2 separate regions of the Mus musculus genome follow, and region 1 is linked to region 2. The links are chromatin contacts, called in public Hi-C maps. All regions are on one chromosome and are shown on one strand. Each heading gives the region's core, a stretch centred on a gene start, on an enhancer-like site or on the middle of the called end of the contact. The rest is flanking DNA. Distances are from core to core; before and after follow the strand shown.

Evidence for each region. A called contact is a pair of places that touch in the nucleus more often than the background predicts.
Region 1: a contact with region 2 is called in a Hi-C map of erythroblasts, with 2.0 times the contacts expected there. The contact joins two enhancer-like sites. A contact is called at or near these places in 13 of 39 promoter capture datasets (the 3T3-L1 cell line, 3T3-L1-derived adipocytes, the C10 cell line and 9 more), 1 of 15 datasets of contacts at CTCF or cohesin (embryonic stem cells), 9 of 484 Hi-C or Micro-C datasets (ECoMG-derived neutrophils, bone marrow-derived macrophages, conventional dendritic cells and 6 more), 6 of 115 datasets of contacts at active chromatin or transcription factors (CD8 T cells, double positive thymocytes, embryonic stem cells and 1 more) and 3 of 9 other capture datasets (adipose tissue, liver and pancreatic islet).

The regions. Positions count from the first base shown.
Region 1 is chr12:17,713,061-17,718,383 of GRCm38.p6, forward strand. All of the region lies in intron 1 of Hpcal1 (hippocalcin-like 1), which reads left to right. Gm40842 (a long non-coding RNA gene) reads left to right here. Exons shown (of 3, transcript XR_001780564.2): 2 at 528-5,323. Among named protein-coding and RNA genes, the nearest start is that of Gm40842, 4.3 kb to the left of the region's middle. Within about 2 kb of position 2,856, at least 88 of the 459 cell types and tissues checked have an H3K27ac peak or open chromatin away from gene starts, as enhancers often do. A contact at or near this core is called in adipose tissue, bone marrow-derived macrophages, conventional type 1 dendritic cells and 2 more, where this site is marked.
Region 2 is chr12:17,677,236-17,682,993 of GRCm38.p6, forward strand. No RefSeq gene overlaps it. Among named protein-coding and RNA genes, the nearest start is that of Gm29864, 5.5 kb to the left of the region's middle. Within about 2 kb of position 2,211, at least 30 of the 459 cell types and tissues checked have an H3K27ac peak or open chromatin away from gene starts, as enhancers often do. A contact at or near this core is called in adipose tissue, bone marrow-derived macrophages, conventional type 1 dendritic cells and 2 more, where this site is marked.

The DNA.
Region 1 (5,323 bases), core at 1,606-4,105, 36 kb after region 2:
TCATAAAGGACACAGAGGCCCAGGGAGGTTAAGTGATTTGTCTGGGTTAACAGCTCCCAGTAGACAGAACTGAGATGCCTCTGACCGTCAGTGTGGAATAGTGCTTCATGCAGGGTAGCTGTGACATTTATTCACCAGCATGATGTGTCAGCCTACCTGGGCTGAGGGGATGTCTAGGTAGGTAGTAAAGTGTCATTGCTGTGTGCTTCTGGAAGAGATTAGCATGGGAGCAAAGGCTAGCATTTAGACCAATAGGTTCCCCAATGTGGGTAAGTATTGTATTGTCACTTGAGGGTCTGAGTAGATGCATCAACAAAATGTATTGGTTATTTTTATTGATATGACAAAGCAACTTACTAAAGGGTTTCTTTGGGCTCACAGTTTGAGGGTACAATTCATCATGATGGGGAATTCAGAACCTTGAAGTAGCTGGTCACATTGCGTCCAATCAGGAAGGAGAAAAAGAGACTGGGTGGTGGTGGGGTCAGTTGGTTTGTTTTGTGCTCAGCTTATGTCCTTTTATTTAGATGTGTACTGTAGCCAGTGGGATGACGGTGCTCACAGTCAGGAGTGGGTCTTCCTGTCTCAGTTAAACCTCTCTGGAAGCATCCTCAGAGATACACCCAGTCTCCATGGTGATTCTAAATTCAGTCAAACTGACAATGAAAATGAGTCATCACCCAGGAGGGAGAGTGGACACCATCTCTTCGCTTTGGTCACCATGCTCCTCGTTCTTGGCCTAGAACCCCCACCAACTGATCTCCCTGAGCTCCATCTTACAGACAGCAGGATGTTGGACATCTCAGCCTCCATAACCATGAGGACCAGTCCCTCATCATCTCTCTATAGGTCTCTTTGTATTTTACTGGCTCTCATTCCCTGGAGAGCTCTCAACACCATAGCAAGATTTGGGTTACTTTCCTACCCAAACGTTCTCCATTCAAGATGGTAGGTCACCCGGGCAATGAAGTGGTTTGGGAGACCTAATTATGCAAATTACCTTGACGTGTGGGAGCTCAGTTTAGCCTGTTACACATGGAAGTGATAGTTTGCCTAAATAAGCATCAGCCAACATTAACCCTGAGGAAGGGAATTCTTCTTGGGCTTCTTTTGGATACCTGTCTTGTTCTCTCTAGGAATTAGCTTCCTGCCCACCACTAATGCCGGCTAAGCCACTGTTCTCCAAACACAGAACTGCCTGTCTCTGTGGAAATGCAGAGTCCCCAGCCCATGCCTGGCTTGGCCAGCCACTGGCTGCCCATGGCTGAGCAGTTTGTATGTTAAGTGTAGCCTCTCATCTCACCACCTGCAGAGTATCATATCAGCAGCTTCTGGAAACTTCCCTCTTCCCTGTCCCTTGCTGTCACAGCTTATTTTATTCTCTTGGGACAAGGGATATCCCTTTTTCCTCCTGTCGCCTCCAGTGCTGTTCTCCAGCCCTGCGTGTGGCACACAGTCCTCAGAACGCTCTTTGGAGAGTTGTCTGCAAAGTCCAGTCACTACTCTGAGACTGGCTGGTATCCCTGTGCTGGACTTGGGTTCCTGGAGACTTCCCATGTGTGTATCAGCCTGGATGCTTTGCCTCTGTTCAGGGTGGTTCATTTGCCTCTTAGGACTTCAGGGCATCCCTCAGCTCCCTACCTCCTCCTAACAAATTCTTTGTAGTCTTCTATGGACCTGGAAATGTGGCCATGGGTGGGATTATCACACTGATGCTCAACCCCAGATGAGCTGCAGAGGACCAGCTCATTTGAGTGGGCTCATTGGCTCTGTCCATGCTGTGAACCTCAGTGTGTGTTTTATTAACATTTTAGGAAGGTTTAATTATACAGGCCTTAGCCCAGACTGGGGATGGAACTCAGCTGCTAGAAGGCTTGCCTGGCATGCATGAAGCCCTGCAGGTGATCTTCAGTATCATATAAACCTAGTTGTGCTGGAGCGTGTCTGTAGTTAAAGCCCAGCATTAAAGGTCGAGGCATGCTGATCAGAAGTTCAAGGTCATCCCTGGCCGTGTAGAGAGTTCAAGGCTAACCTGAGCTATAGGAGCCCCTGTCTCGTTCAAAACAAACAAACCTTTAGCTTTAGTGTGGAGAACACTAAGCAGGACAGCCTCTAGACCCTTCCATGTCTAACCCATTGTTCTTGAAACCTGCACCCATTCTTTATAATTTTGGATGTGCTCAAGAATTCCTAGGTCATGTTGGGTGGCCTTGGGTCTGTGACAACCTTGAGAGCCATTCGAGATATGATCGACAAGCAAAGAACCTGGTATGTGGGAGGGACCAGGGCCTGTGACAGGGAGATGTCCCTGGCGCTGGCCTCCCGACAATTACCAGAACAGAAACTCTGTAGAGGGCCAGGTAAGAGCCACATTACTGCTTTGGGGCTCTGGCTAGGCCTTGGACTGACTCCTCACTTCAGCCCTGTGGATAAGGGCCACACTAAGAGGAGTCAGACATGGCTTTGGGGTAGAATAACACATGAATCCACTCTCAAGCTACATGGAAGTAGCAGATGCTGGGAGCAAGATGCTGCCCTGTTCCCTGGCATCAGGAAGGACACCAATAAGAAGCCTGTGATGCCTCCATCCTTCCCACAGGCCTGAGGGAGACTGAGTCTGATGCGAAACAAGGAGCATCCCCAACAGTACAGGTCTGGAAAAGGCTGGATTCAGCAGAGACTTAAGGGGCCTTTACCTTGCCCTACATGTGTCAGTACAAAGGACTGTGTCCTACTCTAAGAACAGGCGCGGGGTTCCTCAGCCACAGATGCTGAAGCAGAAGTGACATTCTGTGAACTCAATGCTGGACCTGCTTATCAAACCCCACCCTTCCTGCCTTGACAGAAGAAGATGACACAGTGGTTCCCAGAGGGGAAGTGACTCTTGGAGATGACAGTGAGTTGGGGCAGAGCCTCCACTGTCTTCCCTTCCATTTAAGTGTCCTCAGCCAGTGTCTCCCCAAGAGGTGTCTTATGTTCTTGGGGCCTCTCTCAACTCTAGCTGCCACCCCATGCCCACCCTCAGTATTTCTCAGCAAGACCATGTTGGGCCCCCCAACTTTTTTTCACTAAGCTTCCCCCTAAAGGGGGTGGGAGATAAGGGTAAGGCTGTGGCCCTGGAACTCCTGAGTGTTATGATTTAAAAGAAAATGGTCCCTATAGGTTCATAGGGAGTGGCACTCTTAGGAGGTGTGGCCTTGTTAAAGGAAGTATGTCACTGGGGATGGGCTTTGAGGTCTCAGATGCTTAAGCCGGGCCCAGAGTGTCATCGTCACTTCCTGCTACCTGCAGATCAATATGTAAAACTCTCAGCTACCTCTCTAGCACTATGTCTGCCTGCACACTGCCTGCCATCCTTCCCACCATGGTGGCAATGGACTAAATGTCTGAAACTGTAAGCAAGCCCCAATTAAATGCTCTCCTTTATAAGAGTTGCTGTAGTCATGGTGTCTCTTCACAGCAGTAGAAACCCTGAAGACACCAGGTTTTTGTCTAAAGGAAAAATGGTCTGATACTTGTTTACACCTCAAAAGAGACAACTGCAGTAGGTAGGAGTCATCTCCATTGTGTGTGTGTGTGTGTGTGTATATGTGTGTGTGTGTGTGTGTGAGAGAAAGAGAGAGAGAGATTAGTGTAACTTCCAATACAAAGATATGGGCTAGGGAAAGAGAGCGAGGGAATGAGAGACAAAGAAAAGGGGAGAGAGGGAAACAGAGACAGACTGTGGTTGTGTGTGTGTGCCTGTGTGTCTTGTCTCTCTCTGTCTCTCCCTGTGTCGGTCTTTAGATGGAAGATAACCAAGTCAAGCCCTCTACCCCTGGAGGTTAGGGGTGAGGAACTTGAGTGAATGTGAATGGTAGGTCATCAGATAGAGTGGAGTCGAGTTGTTCAACTAATTCAGCAGGTTCTTGCTAGCCCTAGGCTAGCAGGCCAGAGTGGGTGGAGTGGGGCAGGTTATGGCCCAGCCAATGATGGCTTAGAGAAGCCTGGTGTGGCCAAGGAAGGCATCTCAGCCAGGGGCTGTGAGGGAGTTTGTAGGGTCACAGGATGTGGGGACTATTTGGGCTAGTCCTTGCCTGAGCTCTGTTGTAAGAGGCCCAGCCTGCTCTTAGCCTCTGTCCGTGGTCTTCCTTCAGCCTTCTGAGCACTGTGAATAGTAGACTGAATTTTCTCATTTTAAAATTGACTGATTCCTCTGTGAAGAAAATCATCAGTCTAGAGGGTTGGCCAGTACCTGAGCTCAGAGACAGAGGTTTGTGTCTCTCTCACCCCGGTTCCTAAGAGCTTTCTAGGGAGGGGTAGTTAGCCTGTTTCAGGTCAAGGGAGCCAGCACTGGGACATGGCTTCTCCTGTGCCCACACATCCAGGTCAGGGACTTCCTGTTCATCACATGGCCATATACCCAGAATGGGAGCTTCCTGTGTTCAGTGGCTTCTGTGCTCAAGGCCCTGTTCTCACCTCTGCCCCAGCTTTCCTGTTGAGAATTTCTTAGCACACACTCTTGAAGCCCATATGTTCTGGTGGTCAACCTTGGCCATTTTGGTTTTGATTTTATTTCATTTTTATTTTTTTGACACAGTGTCTTACTGTATAACTCTGGCCAGCCTGGAACTTACTATGTAGATAGACTAGGCTAGCCTTAAACTTATAGAGATCTGCCTGCCTCTTCTCCCCTAGGTCTAGAATTCACCACCACCATGGTCTTGGTTTTGATTTTTGAAGAAAAAAATTTAATTCCGTTTTTACACACAAACTTGCATATTTTGGTAAGACTAGAAAATACAGGAAAGCAAAGCCCCCCACCCCCACCCCCCGAAAGGGCCCTCCTTCTCCATGGCCAGCAAGATGGCTCTGCAGATAAAGACACTTCCCTGTGAGTACGACAACCTGAGTTTGGTCCCTGAACAGCACATGGTATAAAGAAAGAACTAACTCCCTCACGTTGTCCTCTGGCTTCCACACATGTGCTTTGGTGTGTGTACCCATACACACACATATACATCAATACACACACAAATGCGGTTTTTACAAATTCTCATCATTGCCCTGTTCGACCCTATTAGCATGCCGAGGTGTCTCTCTCCATTTGTGTCTGTCCATTTAAGGAGTTCTGCTCTCTGGAAGCAGAGCACATAGGACTCGTGTCCTCAAGCTGCTCCCAGCTGTAAAGGAATAAAACCGTCTCACTGTCACCCAGCCTCCATGGGCACCTGAACATTATATAAACATGTGCGCGTGTGCTTCAGCCAAAACCAGTGCCTCCTCCTCGGTTTATTCTTGTTTAGTGTACCGTGGAGACCAGTACTGTCCAGCAGAGCAGGCT
Region 2 (5,758 bases), core at 961-3,460:
ACACACACACACACACACACACACACACACACACACACGTGCGCGCGCGCACACACACACACTACCTAAGTTGGACATTCTGATCCAAAATGTTTTGGACCAGAAGTGTTCTGAATTTTGGAACATTTTTCAGATTTGGGAAATTTTGCATACCCATTAATTATATAACCTGGATTTGGAGCACACCTTTAGTCTTTGCTCTTGGGACACAGAGCAGGCAGATCTCTGAGTTCGAGGCCAGCCTGGTCTACAGAATGAGTTCCAAGACAGCCAGGGCTACCCAGAGAAACTCTATCTTGAAAACAAACAACAAAAAAACTATATATATTTATTGGATTTGGAAACCAAGTCTAAACCAAAGACATGTATTTGTGTTTTCTATACCTGATACATGTAGCCTGAAGTAATTTTATCCAGTATTGTTAGTAGGCTGTGTTTTGACTTAGCTTGTCCTGCATGTGGCAGGCTTCAGTGTGGAATTTTCTACTGTAACATCATGTTGGTACACCAAGCTTTTGAATTCTGGAGCATTTGGAGTTTTTCACTTTTGGATTAGGGATAGTCAAACTATATTTATTTTACTTTTATGTGTTTTATTTATTTTTATAATTATTTTTATTATTTTGTATTTTACGCATATGAGTGTTTTGCCTGTATAGATGTTCATGTACCATATACATGCAATAGCATCAGAGGCCAGAAGAGGGTGTTGGGTCCCCTGGAACTGGAGTTACAGATGGTTGTGAGTCCCCATGTAGTTTAAGAATTAAGCCCAGGTCTTTTGGAAGAACAGTCGGTGCTCTTAACCTCTGATCTGTCTCTCCAGCCCCTTATTTTATTAGTATGTATGTATGTATGTATGTATGTATGTATTTATTTATTTAATATGCATGAATGTGTATGAGTGTCTGGAAACTAAAAATAATTATAGGTGAGTTCTAGAAGCTAAACCCAAGTCTTCTGCAAGAGCAACAAGTATTATTACCCATTGAGCCATCTCTTCAGCCCTGTCCCTTAGCCTTAGTTTACTTTTAAGTGTGTGTGTGTGTGTGTGTGTGTGTGTGTGTATCTCTGTCTGTATATGAGTATTAAGTGTATGTATGTGTGTGTGTGTATATATATATCTGTCTGTATATGAGTATGTGCATGTTGAGTGCAGTTGGTTCTGAGGCCTGAAGAAGGTGCCTGCTTTCCTGGAGGTGGAGTTACAGGCTATCATGAGCTATCCACTGTGGGTGCTGGGAACACAACTCCAGCCCTTTGCAAAAGCAGCAAGCATTCCTCAGTGCTGAGCAGCTCTCCAGCTTCCCACCCTGTATTTTATCTCAGCCTCACTCACCTTGGACCATTTCTAAGCTACCTAGCTCCAAGCCCCAGGGACAGGATCCTGAGTTTATTTAGACCCGCAAAGAGTCTAGTTAACAGCTCATTCATTTTCCATCTTTTCTTATAGGAAGACATAGCCATTCCTTCCCTGTCCCCCAACCAACTCCTCCTCCCCATGCTCTAGCTGGCCTGGAACTGGCTATGTAGACCATGCTTATAGAGATCTGCCTGCTTCCGCTTGGGATTAAAGTATGTGCCTTGCATTTACTATCTCTTTAGAAGGGGATTAAGCCCCTTTCCCTTTTTCTTCTTCCAATAAGGATACAAGGCCAGAGTTTTTGTAGCCATTCTGAGTCATGGCATAGCTTTGTGAGTAAAAAAACATACCATTCAGAGACACAAGACATAAAAGACTGGGTCCCTGTCACCTAGAGGTGACATTTTAATCTTAGGTTTCCTACCTTTGGGCTACTGCTTTTTTGTTTCTTTGTTTTTTTCTTTCTTTTTCATTAAAATTAACTTACTCAAATTATAACAAACACTGTAAATAGCCCATTAGTGTATGACTTTCTGCATGTATGTGTGTGTGCACAAGTGCATGTAAAACCTAAAAGGTCAGCTACATTGTTGTTCTTCCTCAATTGCCATGCACCTTGTTGAGATGGGATCTCTTACCAGTAGGCCTGGAGCTCACCAATCATGTGACTGGCTGGCTGACCAGCAAGCCCCGGACATGGACCTCCCTAGCCCTGGGGTAAGAGACACGCACTACCATGCCTTGCTTTTTATGCAGGTTCTGGAGATCAAACTCAAGTCTTTACATGTGTGCTGGCTGGTTTTATGTCATCTTGACACAAGCTAGAGTCATTTAGGAAGAGGGAACTTCTACTCAGAATGGCCACAGTAGATTTGCCTGTAGGCAAGCCTAGGGTGCATTTTCTTGATTGATTGATGCCTGACTGATTGATTGATTGATGACTGGGTGATTGGTGTGGGAGGGCCAAGCCACCCCTAGGCATGGGGCCACCATTAGGCTGGTGATCCTGGAAGCTCTAAGAAAGCAAGCTGAGCAAACCATGAAGGGCCAGCCAGTAAGAAACACTCTTCCGCCGCCTCTTCTTCAGTTTCTGTTTCAAGGTTCCTGTCCTATTTGAGTTCATGTCCTGACTTCCCTCACTGATGGACCATGATGTGGAAGTGAAGCCAAAACAAACTCTTCCTCTTCAAGTTGCTGTTGGTCACGGTGTTTCATCACAGCAACAGAAACCCTGACTAAGACATGCTGCAAGGAACTTGCCCATGGAGCCATCTCTCCAACCTTGAAAAGCACCCGTTTTTAAGTGTCTAGTTTAATGAAGTTTGACTGATGCTTATGCCCATTTAACCAGTGTCTCAGGATACAGAATGTCTCCATCATGCCCCAAATTTCCTAGCATCCTTTGCAGTCAGTCATTCACTACTCCCAACACACTTATCAGCCCTAGATAACAACCATCAGCCTACTTCCTGTCTTACAGAGTCATTTCAACCTGAGCTACTTTTAATATATCTTATATTATTTTATTATGCTTATATACACATGTATATATATACATATACAATATACATATGTACATATAAACAACATATGTGCATATACATTATATATATGCATTATATGTACATATATACACATATACATATATACGTATGTATAGGTGTGTATACATATGAGTATGGATGCCTGCAGAGTCCAGAAGAGAAGATCAGATCTCTGGAAGCTGGAGTTATAGGCAGTTGTGAACTGCCCAGTGTGGGTACTGGGAGCTGAACTCAGGTCCTCTGCAAGAACTGTCTGTACTTTTAACTTCCGAGTCATCGTCACGCACACACCCTCCCCAGTTACTTTCACCAGAGGAAGAACTAGATGACTACCTTGCCAAAGTCAACAGTTTTCAGATCTCTTTTATTTATAGCTGACTGTTAGCAATCTGAACATAGTCATTATCTATACAAGTTGACTTTAAGCATATGTGGTATTTTCTTAAATCCCCGTGTTTTCTTGGAGACTCTTTGCTTCTCAAACCACCCCCCACCCTCTCCCCATGCTTTAGGTCAGTTCTCTGAGGAGCAGATCTGGAGTGAAATTCATAGACCAGAAGACTTACTAGAGAGATACCAATGTATTAGGGGGGCATAGGCTGGGAGCCCTATGACAGAGGGTCTGCCCACCCCCAGGGGGCTCTGATGTTGGAGTGACCTTCTTTGTTGCTCTAGGCAGGAATCTGGACCTTAGTATCTCCAGATAGACCTGTCTTCAGGATATAGGCTATCCTGGATGCAGGTGGACCTTAGGCTAAGTAGCCTTTTCCACTAGAAGACAAGGAAGAACCAAGAACCATATGTCCCCAAAGCTCAGACCAGCTGAGAAAGTGAGGTTACGGCTATGGTGGGCACCCAGGGGGTTCATCATAGCAGCTGTGACACAGTGAGGACACACAGGAGCGTATCCTCAGGGACCGCTTGGATGTGTGGGAGCTGCATACTCTCATCAGCCATCACTCTCCACTGTGCTCTACCCCTGCCCCTGGCACCCAAGCATCTGCTGAGCCTCCATGGACTTGTGAGTCATACCTCTGCTCTGTGCACCAAAGCCTGCTGCGGAGATGCCTGACTCTCCATGGGTCAGAGGTCTGGGGACTGGGTCGTCTGTCAATCAAAGCAGCTCTGCTTGGCTTCTCTATGCCTTCTGTGTGCTCTTCCCTACCCCACCCCCCATCACCCACACCCGAGATGCTAAGGATTCTGACTTTTGTTTCCCTCCTCATTTGTCTGATATGCTAGCCTCAGTCAGGCCCAAAAGTCCCCAGATATCATTTTTTACATCTTTCCTATAAGTGACTGTCCCTGCCTCCTTTTCTTGGTCCTTTCTTATTTTAAGCATCATGCATGGAGACTTCTCTGTTCCTAATTAAATGTCCTGTGACATTTTACTTCCTTCCGAGTCACATTTCTCCTTTCCTTGAGGTTCAGCATTATCCAGAAATGTGGCCTTACAGGGATGCCAACAGTATCACCTCTGCCTAGGTAGAAGGATGTCTCCCCAGTGATTGCTTTCCCAGAAACTTTGACATTCAGATGACCTGGGTGTGGCCAAATACCGAAATCCAGACTTGCTAATAAAGGAAAACACATGGGAGAATATTCTTGTTACATTAAGAATTATTCTATTATTTTATGTGTATGTAGGCATGCCTGAGTGTATATATGTGTACAACACACATGCAGGGTCCCATAGAAGGGCAGGTAAGGAAGAGTGGCAGGCAAGCATGGTGGTAGAAACATGAAGTTAGCTGATCACATTTTCATCCACAAGCAGAAAGTGGGGGAAGGGGAAAAGAACAGGATGTAGAGCGAAGCTATCAACCCTCAAATCTGCCCCTACTGACATACTTCCTCCATCAAGGCTCCACCTCCTCCACAGCCTTCCCAAACATTGCCAGCAACTGGGGATCAAATGTTCAAATGGTGAGCCTATAGGGACATTTCTCACTCAGACAAGCACGGGAACCTTAAACCATTTGTAATGAAGTAAGTACCATGATGTACAAAGATAACTAGCAACACGTTTCAGACTTGTAGCAGTCTCCTTCCATATTGTCTTCAAGGTCTGCCCATAGATGTTCACATTCATCTACTGATCTGAACTGCAGGCTCTAGAAGTCTGTGGTTTCAATGTAACTGGCTTTATTTCAACATTAGTTCCTTCAGGGGTGCAGTAACATTCTGGCACTGGGCCTTGGGGCTTTTGCAATTTTTTTTCCCCTCAGATTCTCTAACTAGAAGCACAAATGAGGAACCGGCCTCTAAATCTCTCCTAGATGTGGTCAAGTGAGTCTGGAATTCATGCTTCTTATTACAACATAGAGTATACCCTTGCCCAGGGCCAACCTAGACCTGAGCTGAGGGTGGGAAATTCTACCATATTATTGTTTGCTTTGCTCTTTCTAGCCACAAATGAGAATCTCTTTTGTGGAGGGGGATTTTTGTTGTTATTGTTGTTGTGGTTGTTTTGTTTTGGGAATTTTTGTTTGTTTGTTATTGAGACAGGGTTTCTCTGTGTAGCTCTGGCTTTCCTAGAACTCTCTCTGTAGACCAGGCTGGCCTTAAACTCACAGAGATCTCCCTACCTCTATTTCTGTAATGCTGGGATTAAAGGCTCATACTCTCACCACCATGCATAGCTGAGTATCTTGAATATGTTTATTACCCACTTGCACTTTTGTTTTCTTCTGTGAAATTCCTTTTTTGTTTCATAAGAGGCTTTTTAAGCTGCATCCTCTGATACTTATGACAGTGGATCCCCACAGGCCAAGCGAAGCAGGGGGAAATCTACTTAGATGTCTGTATTCCAGGGCCTACCTCCCACTTAACATTTATTATTTATGATTTG